Linked DNA regions of Mus musculus: region 2 is linked to region 1. A link is a contact called in public Hi-C data. All regions are on one chromosome and are shown on one strand. The core of a region is the stretch at or near the end of the contact, and the rest is flanking DNA. Distances in the headings are between cores, read along the strand shown.

Region 1 (5,385 bases), core at 1,991-4,490:
ATGGAAGTGATCAGGCACATCTATCCTCTACTAAAGTGATGGCAGGAGGATTGCCATGAGTCCCAGGCTAACCATGGCCAGACAGTGAAACCTTGTCTTCACAACACAAAACAAAACAAAAAGCAAAACAAGGCAGATTTTTAACCCGTGGACAGTGGCCATGACCCTAGTTTGGGTTAAACTAGATTCCTAAAGTGATTCAGACCTAACTGGTCCTCATAAAATATATGCAGTAGCCCAATAATACTGCCAGCCTTTGTTTGCCTGTGGAGTAAAATTTGCCTGAGCAATTGTGGTGCTGTCCAAATGACATAAAATTGTGTTGAAATAGGTCACACTGAGGAAGTAAATGTATCAACAATTGCATTCTGTTTATTTCTATTACATAGATTTGGCCATGGCTCAAATCCAATTAAAATTTTGCTCAACTATATTTATTTTACTTATAAGTACAACAAGCCAAAACCACAGAGGTAAATTCATCATTTTATACAACTATGGATAAACCCAACTACATCACCGAATCTCAAAATGTTGGTGTTAAAACACAGAAAACAAAGTACTGAGACGGGTGAGCGTAGAAATAGCTTAGAAACAGGAGACTCTAATTGGCTTGGGTTGTGTGCAAGTCCCTCCTTTGCTAATAATGCACCTAGCAACATGTTGACAACCTGCGACCCCCACATCCATCTGCCTTAGGCTGCACATAGACCTGCTTTAAACAGTAGAGATATGTTACTCTCTTTAGCACCACTTTGATAATGTTGAGCCCTTGAGTGCCTTCACTCATGTGGCTGCTATCAATCTTGATAGTGTGCTTACTTTGATCCGGACTGTGGCTTCACCTTGATTAAAGTCTCCTTGCTACTTTCAAAATATATGGGAGCCCTTATTTCGGTTCTTTGATTGAGAAACCAAGAATCTGGAAAAACCGGGTCCAGATTGTGACCACCAGTAATAGCACCATGCTGTATATTCCCTTTATGCAAGATCCTTGAAAATACAGGCTAGCATAAATGGGTTGAGAACAGATGAGCAGTTGCCTATGATGTGGAGATAAGGAAAAACAAAAGGAGGTGAAAGGGCGCATTTTTTCTTTCAAAATTTCATTTATTGACAATAGCTTTTTATACAATCTATTCTATTTACAGTATTTCCCTCCCCAACACCCCCATGGACCTCCCTCCCTCCCCTTCCATCCAGATCCACAACATTTCTGTCTGCTTAGAAAACATGCAGACATCTTAGTAATAATAAAATAAGACAAAAACAAACAAGTCAAAATGCATTAAAACAAGCAAACAGAAGAAAAAGAGCCAAAGAAAAAGCACAAACAACACAGATAGATGCAATGACACCTGTACACACACACACACACACACACACACACACACACACACATACACACACACACACACACACACACACACACACACGGGAAAACACAGAGCCAGAAGCCACAATATAAATACAAAGGACCTATGGACCTATGTGATTTAAAAAAGAATAAAGTAAAAACAAAACCATACCTTGACAAAGTATTATGAGACAAAGAACGTCCAAAGTTGCCATTGAGTTCATTTTGAGTTGCCTAGCTACTGCTGGGAACAGGGCCTGCCTGTCCTTATAATAAGAGTGGTTTGTATAGTCCATGATATTCTCTTGGAGAAAATTAAGTTTTCATTTCTGAGTGGTTATTAATTAGGGATAGCTCCTGGATTAGGGAAGTGAACCCCCATCCCACATACACCATAAAATTATTTTGTTACTATTTCATTAGTGTAATTTTGCTACTGTTATGAATCATAATACAAACATATGACTTCTGAAATATATGGTATGTGATCTTTCTAAAAAGGTCCTCTAATATCCAAAGGGGTTGAGACCCACTGATCTAGACTGTGCATGATTGTAATGAAATAGCCTGTAAATATTAAAATTATTCAATTGGCCTGGGGCTATAGCTCAGTTGGTAGAGTGCCTGTCTAGTGTGTACAACATCCTAGGATCAACCCCAAACACCCCGTAAACTGGATTTGATTTTGCATGCCTCTAATCCTCGCATCTGGGAGGAGGAGGCAGAAGAATCAGGAGTTCAAAGTCAGCCTCAGCTACAAGAAACTATCCCTATCACTATCACCATCAAAAAAAGCAGGGAGACAGAGAACAACAAGAACAGGATTGTGAGACTTAGCGGGAAACAGCTATAATTAACTGGATGCCTCACATACATGTGGAGAGGTGCTGACGGCCTGCATTTGCCAACATTGAGCTATACAATTAAACTCTGCCTTATCATAAATTTCTCTATAGTATGACTATTTTACCTGGTACTAAAAGTGTTTGACAATAACAAACCTCTCTGGATTCATGAGCGAGGCTGGTTTGCAGATCACTATTTTAAATGCATCGTGTTTGTTGATGACAAGAAGTGAATCTTTCAGTCTGTAGTGTAGACAGAGAAGACAAGTGCTCTTTTGTTCTCAAGTGCTCTGTCTCCAAACATATTTCCCTCATTTTCTGTGACTGTGTCTAAGCCTTTGCTAAGGGTGCTGCAGCTGGACTGTGGAGTGGAACCAGGTCCAGAAAAAGAATTGCTAAAGAATGCAAGTAAACAGGATGTCAGATGTTATCCTTAGCCTATTTCCCTAAACATAGCTTTTTTGGCTACAACGTAAAATGCCATTCTTCCAGCTTCTGCTTAAATGCAGCGATGGCTGACAGCAGGGACAATCTTCCTTTGCTTGGCAAGTTTGTCACCATGCGGCTCCACATGTTTTGTAAAGAAGGCATGATCGTGACACACACTGTCACTGTGAGATTGTCTGAGGACATCCGGCCATTTCTGGGAGGAATTTTTTCAGTCCACCTAAGTCTTTGTTTGAGCTCTCTTTTACCAGCACAGCTCCCCACGAGGCTCAGATCTGTCTGACCTAAGAGCCAGTTGGCATCCTCCTCCTGACAGAAGCCAGATTTTTCACTGAGACTAGACTGTATTGACAGTGTTTTCCCAGTCTGCCCCATGCGTGTCTCATTTCCAAGGCTCTGTAAAGTGCTGGCTCACTCCGGTTTCCACGAGCACTTGCTGACTTTTCTGCCTCCCCAGCATCCTCCTCACTTCCTTTCCTTACAGCTTCTTGCACTGTTGTACGTGTTCCTCCCCCCACCCCACCCCCCCAAAGAAAAACCTAATGAGTTTGTTTTGCAAGTTTCGAAAAAGAACCAGTGATGTTCTCTCAGGAGTTTGTCCATTCCTTATCATTCCTTTCCATATCTTTAGGTATGATCTCTGTGGTTTAGAAATCCCACGTTCCTCTGTTGTCAGAGAAAAGTTGCCTTAAACCTTTGCCCCGCAAGCACCAGAAGAGCGCTCATAAAAGGAAGACAGCAGCAGATGCAATCACGGATGTGGCTTAGTCTTCACAGCTGCCCCGAGAGCTGTTCAGAGCGTCCGAGAGCCTCAGTCATGAATCCAGAAGAACGCCTTGTGACATGGCTTATATCTTTGGGAGTTCTAGAGTCTCCCAAAAAGACTGTCTGTGATCCAGAGGAGTTCTTGAAGTCCTCGCTGAAAAATGGGGTAGTGTTGTGCAAACTCATAAACAGACTTCTGCCTGGCTCGGTGGAGAAGGTAAGGTCATTTTGCTGTGTCTTTGGGATTACTTTCCACCACAGAGCAGCAATAATATCATTCTTGAGATTTTTCTATTGCGGGGTCATGGGAATCCCCTTCTTCAATATCTTTCTAAAAGTTAGGCGTTTTTATTTACTGTCCTTGTACTTTGAAAAAGTCAGAAAACGAAATATTATCCTTCAGTAATTGACCCCCTGATGTTACCTTACTAAAGCTGGGCTACAGGACTGCCAATCAGGGATAGGAGGACAACCTTATTGTGTACAAGTTTGCTGTGGTTGTGGAAATGCACATTAAACTTCCCCTGTGCACTTTAGACATGTTTTGAGCATGAGTCTGTGGGATAATGGAATAATTTTGTTGTAGATCTTTCTGGTGTTTGAAAGTTTGCCTAAAAAAAATGATGGAGACTTCCTTGTTTGTTTGTTTGTTTTAAGATTCATTGAAGAAAAGTCTATTCACAAGTGTCAATGTTACTTAAAACTCCCCCAAAACCAAAGAGAAACCAACTCTATGCATTGAAGGCAATGGGCATTCAAAGTGAAACTAAACCTTGCTTTAAAAAAACTTCAAGAGTTTTGAGGTTAGAAGCCCATGTTATGACAGTGGACAGTTTCTAAAGTAGGTGCTTTTGTGTCATTAAAGATAGAGTACTTATGATTCTTTTCTTAAGGTCATTGTGCACATAACTTAAATAAGGGTCTTTTGCCTTTTGGAATCAGTTCTATGTTTATGGAACAAGTAGATTTACTTATAATTTTTCAAATGTGAGAAATGGTGATTAAACTGATAAGATACAGAGAGACATAATAAAAAATGTGATGCTTAGACATAGTGAAATATGAACAAATTATCATGAGGAGTAGAGGGAGGTGATCAAAGTAACCTCAGGCAAAAGCAGGACTAAACGATATATATTTATATATACATACGCAGACACACAAACACACACACACACACACACACACACACACCTCAAACTGAGGCCGACTGCATCAATGTGTGTGTGTGTGTCCGTCCGTGTGTCCGTGTCTCTTAGTTTCTCCGATTTGCTAGCACCACAGTCGAGTAGAAGGTATGAGAAAACCTTAAGTAGAAGTGGCTTGGAGACCTCTGAAACAAAAAGCAACCGTTCAGGCATTTGCATCACTTCCTTCAGTGGTTACTTCTCTTCCTGGATGGAGAGCAGGGCTGCCCTCTGCCTTCCAAAGCCAACTGTGTCTAGTTATCAGCAAAAGAATATGATGATGGTTTGTCATGGCTTAGCAATCTCCAAGTGACATTTGACTCTTTCCTTAGTATTGTCTGGAACCCCAAACTGAGGCCGACTGCATCGACAACATCAATGACTTCCTGAAAGGATGTGCAACTCTTCAAGTGGAAGTAAGCTTACTTGTCTTGCCTTTGATGTTGCCATTATTTTCTGCTCTCTTAATTAAAAAGTCCGCAAATGTAAGGATTGATTTTCGCTGCCAGTAGCCACAGAGTAAATAGAGGTAGAGAACCCTTTAGAGAATCTCCAGTGGAGATTGATGATGCCCAGTAGTGTCTTTCAGAACCTAATACTAAACAAAGCAAAACTATTGACTGGAAATGGTGGTACACACCTATACTCTGCAATAGTAAGGTGATGGAGACATGGAAGTCAGAGGGTCAAGGTCATCCTTGGTTATACATTTAAATTTTGGGCCAGTCTAGGCTACATGAAAGTCTTTTTCAGAGAGAGACTGAGACAGAGACAGACAGAGAGC
Region 2 (5,385 bases), core at 2,060-4,559, 35 kb before region 1:
GGAAATTCCTTATAACCAAATTTCATCTATTCCAAAACTCATATTAGATTTTGAAGATGGTCATGCAGCTTTGTAAACTTGCCAAAAAAAAAATCTGTTACAATTATAACTGAATTTTGTGCTTTCAAAATGACACCTCAATAAAGCAATTTTTACAAACATCTGTTGAATGTGAAAGTGTGATGATTGTCACTAGTACTTATGGGGATACAGTCTAAGACCACACTCATTTTGTTTTCCTCTGCTATCCCAGAGAGCAGCTTGCTGGGGTTCCATGTGCTCCTTCCTGTGTTTTAGTTTTTGAGGAGCCACCATATGGCTGTACAACTTTACTAATGCCTTCCCTATCACCTGTGTGCAAGGCTTTCCCATTTCCTCATAGCCTCACTCACACAACAGCCATTCCTACTGAGTCAAGGTGACATTTCAACGGAGTTTGATTTCTATCTCCCTGATAGTGACGTGGAACATTCCCCTGTTGATCTGTGGGTCATCCTTTCTTCCTTCTTTCCTTCCTTCCTTTCTGTTTTATTTTCCGTTTCAAAACAGGGTCTCAAATAATAATTAAGGCTGGCTTGGAACTCATGGCAATCCTCCTGCCTTGGCCTCCTAGTGCTAGGAATATAGGTATGTGCCACTTCACTGGCTCTGTGTGTCTTTTAAGAAATGTTTGTTTAGAGCTAAGTGTGGTGTCATATACCTCTGAATTCTAGTTACTCACAGAGAGTCAGGAGATTGGGGGAAAGGTCATCCTGGCCTACATAGTAGGACCTGTCTCAAGAATATAACAGAAACAAAGAAGGTATGGCAGGGGGAAATAAGAGAATTTCATTAAGATATTTGGCTTGATTTAAAAATTGGGTTACTTCTTTCAGGTGTCCATCTCACCTCTTGTACAGGCTAGCTTCCATCTCATGGGAAACCTGGTGAGCCTGCAATGTCTGGACTAATTTTTTTGTTGGTTAGTTTGAGATTTCTTTTTCTTTATTTTTTTACCTTTTTAGCTTTGACTTGTTTGAGACTTTTGTCAATTTTGGATATTAAAAAGTAGGAAAAAATGAGGATTGGCAAGATGGCTCATTAGGTAAAAGCAATGGCTTAGAAAGTGATGGTCTGGCTGGTCCTCTGAATCCATGTTGGAAGAAAAGAACCAACTCATGGAAATTGTCCTGTGATCTACACACACACACACACACACACACACACAAACTTCTGGCTTATACCCTCTTGTGAGATATACAGACTTTTGCTCTGTTGATGGCTTCCTCTGCCATGGCTGTATAACAGCATTTTTGTTGGGATGTGGTCCTACTTGTATATTGTTTATTTACAGTGTTTTTGCTGCCTTATCAGAAACTTGCCCTTTCCGGTGCCATGATGAGCCCTCCCTTAGCTTATATGGTCTTATATTTAAGTGTTTGATCTGTTTTGCACTTATTTTTATTTTATTTTTTGTTTTATGAGACAGGGTCTCTCTGTGTAGTTCTGGCTGTCCTGGAACTCACTCTGTAGTCCAGGCTGTCCTTGAACTCAGAAATCCACCTGCCTCTGCCTCCCAAGTGCTGGGACTAAAGGCATGTGCCACCACTGCCCTGCTTTTATTTCATTTTTATTGTTTTTTTTTAATGTTCTTTTTTTTTTTTTTTTTTTTTTGGTGGTGGTGGTGATTAGAGACAGGGTTTCTCTTTGTAGCCATGGCTATCCTGGAACTAACTCTGCAGACCAGGCTGGCCCAAACTCACAGAGATCTGCCTACTTCTGTCTCCTGAGTGCTGGAATTAAAAGCATCCACCACCATCAGTCAGCCTGAGCTGATTTTTATAACTGATAAAAGGTAGGAATCTGTTTTCAATTTTCTGCTGTGAATATCTAATTTTCCTAGCACCACTTCTTGAAAAGACTGTCATTTGCTCATAACACCAGAGTCAATATAAAATGAGCAAATCAGTCTTTTCAATATTGACTCCGTTGTTTAAAATCAGTTGGCTATAACTATGGATTTATTTTTGGGTTTTCTACCCTGTTCCTTGGTGTCTTTGTGCATTATTATGTCCAAAGCAGCATGTTATTTTGGTTATTATATCTTAATAATGGGTTCTCTTAAAAAAAAAAGAAAGATCCATTTGTGTGTGTGTGTGTGTGTGTGTGTGTGTGTGTGTGTTCCTATGTATACAGGTGCATGTGGGTGCCCTTGAAGGCCAGAAGGCATTGGATCTGTTGGAGCTGGGGATGTGGGGAATTGAATTTGCAAATGTGCTCCTTACTACCAAGCCATGACTCCAGCTCTGGGCTGTATTGTAAAGCCAGGCAGGGCAATGCTTCCAGCCTTGTTCTTTTCGCTGAGTGTTTTCACTGACTTTGCAGGGTCACCAGAAGGATTCCTATGAGATGGAGGCTAGCCTGAGCTACAAACCATGGGTGGGCACCTGAAAGTAACCCAATTTTTAAATCGAGTCAAATATCTTAATACAATTCTGTTATCCCCCCCCCCCTTTGACTATTTAGTGTCTTTTGTAGTCCCTTATCAATTTTAGGATACTTTTTCTATTTCTGTAAAGAATGTAATTGGTATTTTGATAATGGTTGTTTTTAATTTGTTGACCACGTTGGGTATAAAGACTATTTTGACACTATCAATTCTGTCAATCAGTGCCACCAGTTATCTGTTTATTTCTGTAAATCACTTTCAATTTGTGCTGTGCTTTGGTTGTCATTTGTACCATACAAGTTTGCCAGAGCTTAGTCTCCAGAGAGTTTTATACTATGGAACCTTAAGGGCTAGAGCTCAGTAAGAAGTCCTTAGGCCACTAGGGTGTGTCAATAGAAAGCATTAAGTAGTCTGTCTGGGACTGTGAATTCTTTGGTTTTAAGTTTCTTCTTTTTTTGAGAATTTCTAGTATATATATAATGAAAAAGACTCCTCGTTGTTTTCTTCCTCTAACTCCCCTCTTTAGCCCCCAATCTGTTCCCTTCCAACTTTGTCTTTTTAAAAATAATCCACCAAATCCACGTAGTGCTGGCTATATGTGCATGGGTTTGAAGTCATCCACTGCCGATGTCAGCAACAGTTGACTCAGGCTTGCTCCACTCCCCTGAGGCAATGAGTTTGCTGGGCTGAGCTAATTCTTGCCAGTACAACATATTATAAAAGACTTAGCCTGAGCTGAAATAAATGGTGGCTCTTTAATCCCAGAATTTAGAAAGCAGAGAGGCAGAGGAATTGCCACACACTCAAGGCCAGCCTGGCCTACATAGTTAATACTAGACTAAGGAGCGTAGAGTGGGCCCTTTCTCAGAAAATGAACAGATGTGCTGGATAGATAGCTCAGCACGTAACCCTTCCTGCTCCTCCACAATGTAGAAGTCAGAGGATAGCTTGAGGGAACTGTTTCTCTCCTTCCATTACTTGGGTCCCAGGGAGTAAACTCAGGTCACCCAGCTTGGTGACAAGGTTTTCTACCCACTGGGCAACCCTGCCTGCCTTTTTCACATCTATTCCTACTCCATTATGAAACAATTTACAATAGCCATTGTAAGGAATCAACCTTAGTGTCCATTGACAGAGAGTGTGTGTGGTGGGGGTGGGGGCGGGGGCAAGAGGAAGAAAGGAGAGTCACTATCCATAAACTGGGTAAAATTCTGTCTGATTCAACATCATGGATAAGGCTGATAGACATTTATGTTAAATGACATGTCAGAAATAAAAATACCAAATGATCTCATTCAGGCATGGAAAATTTTAAAGCAAATATATTTAGCCCACTGTAAGAGCACAGTGGGCATTGCAATAATGAAGGAATGTCCTGTCTACACGTGCTATGTTTAAAAATTGACTTCTTGCGTATTTGCATATGTGCAGTCACAAGACACTGGGGAGGGCAAGTGGGAGATGTTGGGTAATAGGTATGCTTTTGTAGTTAAACAGTAGGAATAAGTTCTGGTGTGCCATTGCACAACAGGGTACCTACTGAACAGTAATGTACGCATTTCAAAATAGCTAGGACGTTGTGAATACTCTTATTGGAAAGGTTATGGATATGCTAATTATCCTTAGTTAATCCCAAGGTTTCATGTTGTACTCCATATGTATTTAGAGATATCTGTGAATTACAAACCACATTCGGAGCTGGCATGGTAGTGTGGGGCTGTGATCTCAGATACTAGAAAGGTTAAGACAGAAGGAGCACAAGTTCAAGATCCGCTTAGACATATTAGTGGGACTCTATTCTAGAGTAGAAAAAGTGACAAGACGTAGAGCTTTTTTTTTTTCCTTTTGGGTGTGGTTTCATTTTGTTTTCCTGTCTTGGAGGGATTTGTTGTAGTGGGTTTTGTTTCTTTTTTGAGAATGGACTTAAAAGTTGGGTCGGTATGGAGGGGGAGAGGATCTGTGGGGACTTGGGGGAGGGGAAGAATATGATCAAATTTGAATCTGAAATTTGTTTTTTCATATTATTTATTTACTACTATTTATATGAGTACATTGTAGTTGCCTTCAAACACACCGGAAGAGGGCATCAGATCCCATTACAGATGGTTGTGAGCCACCATGTCATTGCTGAGAATTGAACTCAGGACCTTTCAGAAGAACAGTCAGTGCTCTTAACCATTGAGCCATCTCTCCAGCTCTTGAAGTTTGTTTTAAACGATGAAAAATACTAAGCAAAGAAAACAGGGACTGGGTTGTAGCTCAGTTGCACAGCACTCACGTGCCACATGCGAGGTTCTAGGTCACAAGACTCCAGCACTGCACAAGAGAAAAGTTGGATAGGCCTGGGGTGTGGCTCTGCAGGAGAGTGCTTGCCTAGGGGTCATATACCCTTGACTAGGGTATATGCAAGAATAGGGGTTCATCCCTAACGGGGTCCAGAATTTTTTAAATAAAAATAAATAAAACAAAATAAGCTCACAATGGTAAAATATTATATGTCCACTAGAAAGGGTAAAGAGGTTAGAAAGTAATAAATTCTGGAAGATGTGGAGAAAGAAGTTGCTGATCTTGAAGGCATGGTGTGTTCACTTTGGGATAGAGATTGGCAGTTTCTTAAGATGAAAAGTGTAAGTTTACAGTATACCCAGGGATGTTCCTCCAAGATATATGCCCAAGAAGGAATGGATAAATAAGAATGCACAACGACTAGTACAAGAATTTCCTAGCTGGATTACTTAGGCTAGCCAAAATGGAACCGGTCCAAATGTCCATCCACTGGTTACTGCATACGTAAAAGTAGGTGGCAAAATATTGTTAAGCCATAAAAGAAATGTCCTGACATGTACTACAACTTGGATGAAGCTTGAACACATGATACTTAATGTTAGAAATCAGACACAATAGATCACATGTTATACAAGTCTATTTATATGAAAAGTTTATAATAGGCAAATTCA

What was found. A called contact is a pair of places that touch in the nucleus more often than the background predicts.
Region 2: a contact with region 1 is called in a Hi-C map of myeloid progenitors, with 2.9 times the contacts expected there. The contact joins the enhancer-like site here to the promoter of Arhgef6 in region 1. A contact is called at or near these places in 5 of 39 promoter capture datasets (the 3T3-L1 cell line, the C10 cell line, liver and 1 more), 2 of 15 datasets of contacts at CTCF or cohesin (CD8 T cells and pro-B cells), 30 of 484 Hi-C or Micro-C datasets (B cells, the C10 cell line, CD4 T cells and 21 more), 9 of 115 datasets of contacts at active chromatin or transcription factors (the 230-238 cell line, the HPC-7 cell line, the SCID.adh cell line and 5 more) and 3 of 9 other capture datasets (adipose tissue, liver and pancreatic islet).

Annotation. Positions count from the first base shown.
Region 1 is chrX:57,336,584-57,341,968 of GRCm38.p6, reverse strand. Arhgef6 (Rac/Cdc42 guanine nucleotide exchange factor (GEF) 6) reads left to right here and starts at 3,240. Exons shown (of 22, transcript NM_152801.2): 1 at 3,240-3,631; 2 at 4,934-5,017. The coding sequence starts at 3,395.
Region 2 is chrX:57,371,660-57,377,044 of GRCm38.p6, reverse strand. No RefSeq gene overlaps it. Among named protein-coding and RNA genes, the nearest start is that of Snord61, 17 kb to the left of the region's middle. Within about 2 kb of position 3,309, at least 13 of the 459 cell types and tissues checked have an H3K27ac peak or open chromatin away from gene starts, as enhancers often do. A contact at or near this core is called in the G1E-ER4 cell line, bone marrow-derived macrophages and myeloid progenitors, where this site is marked.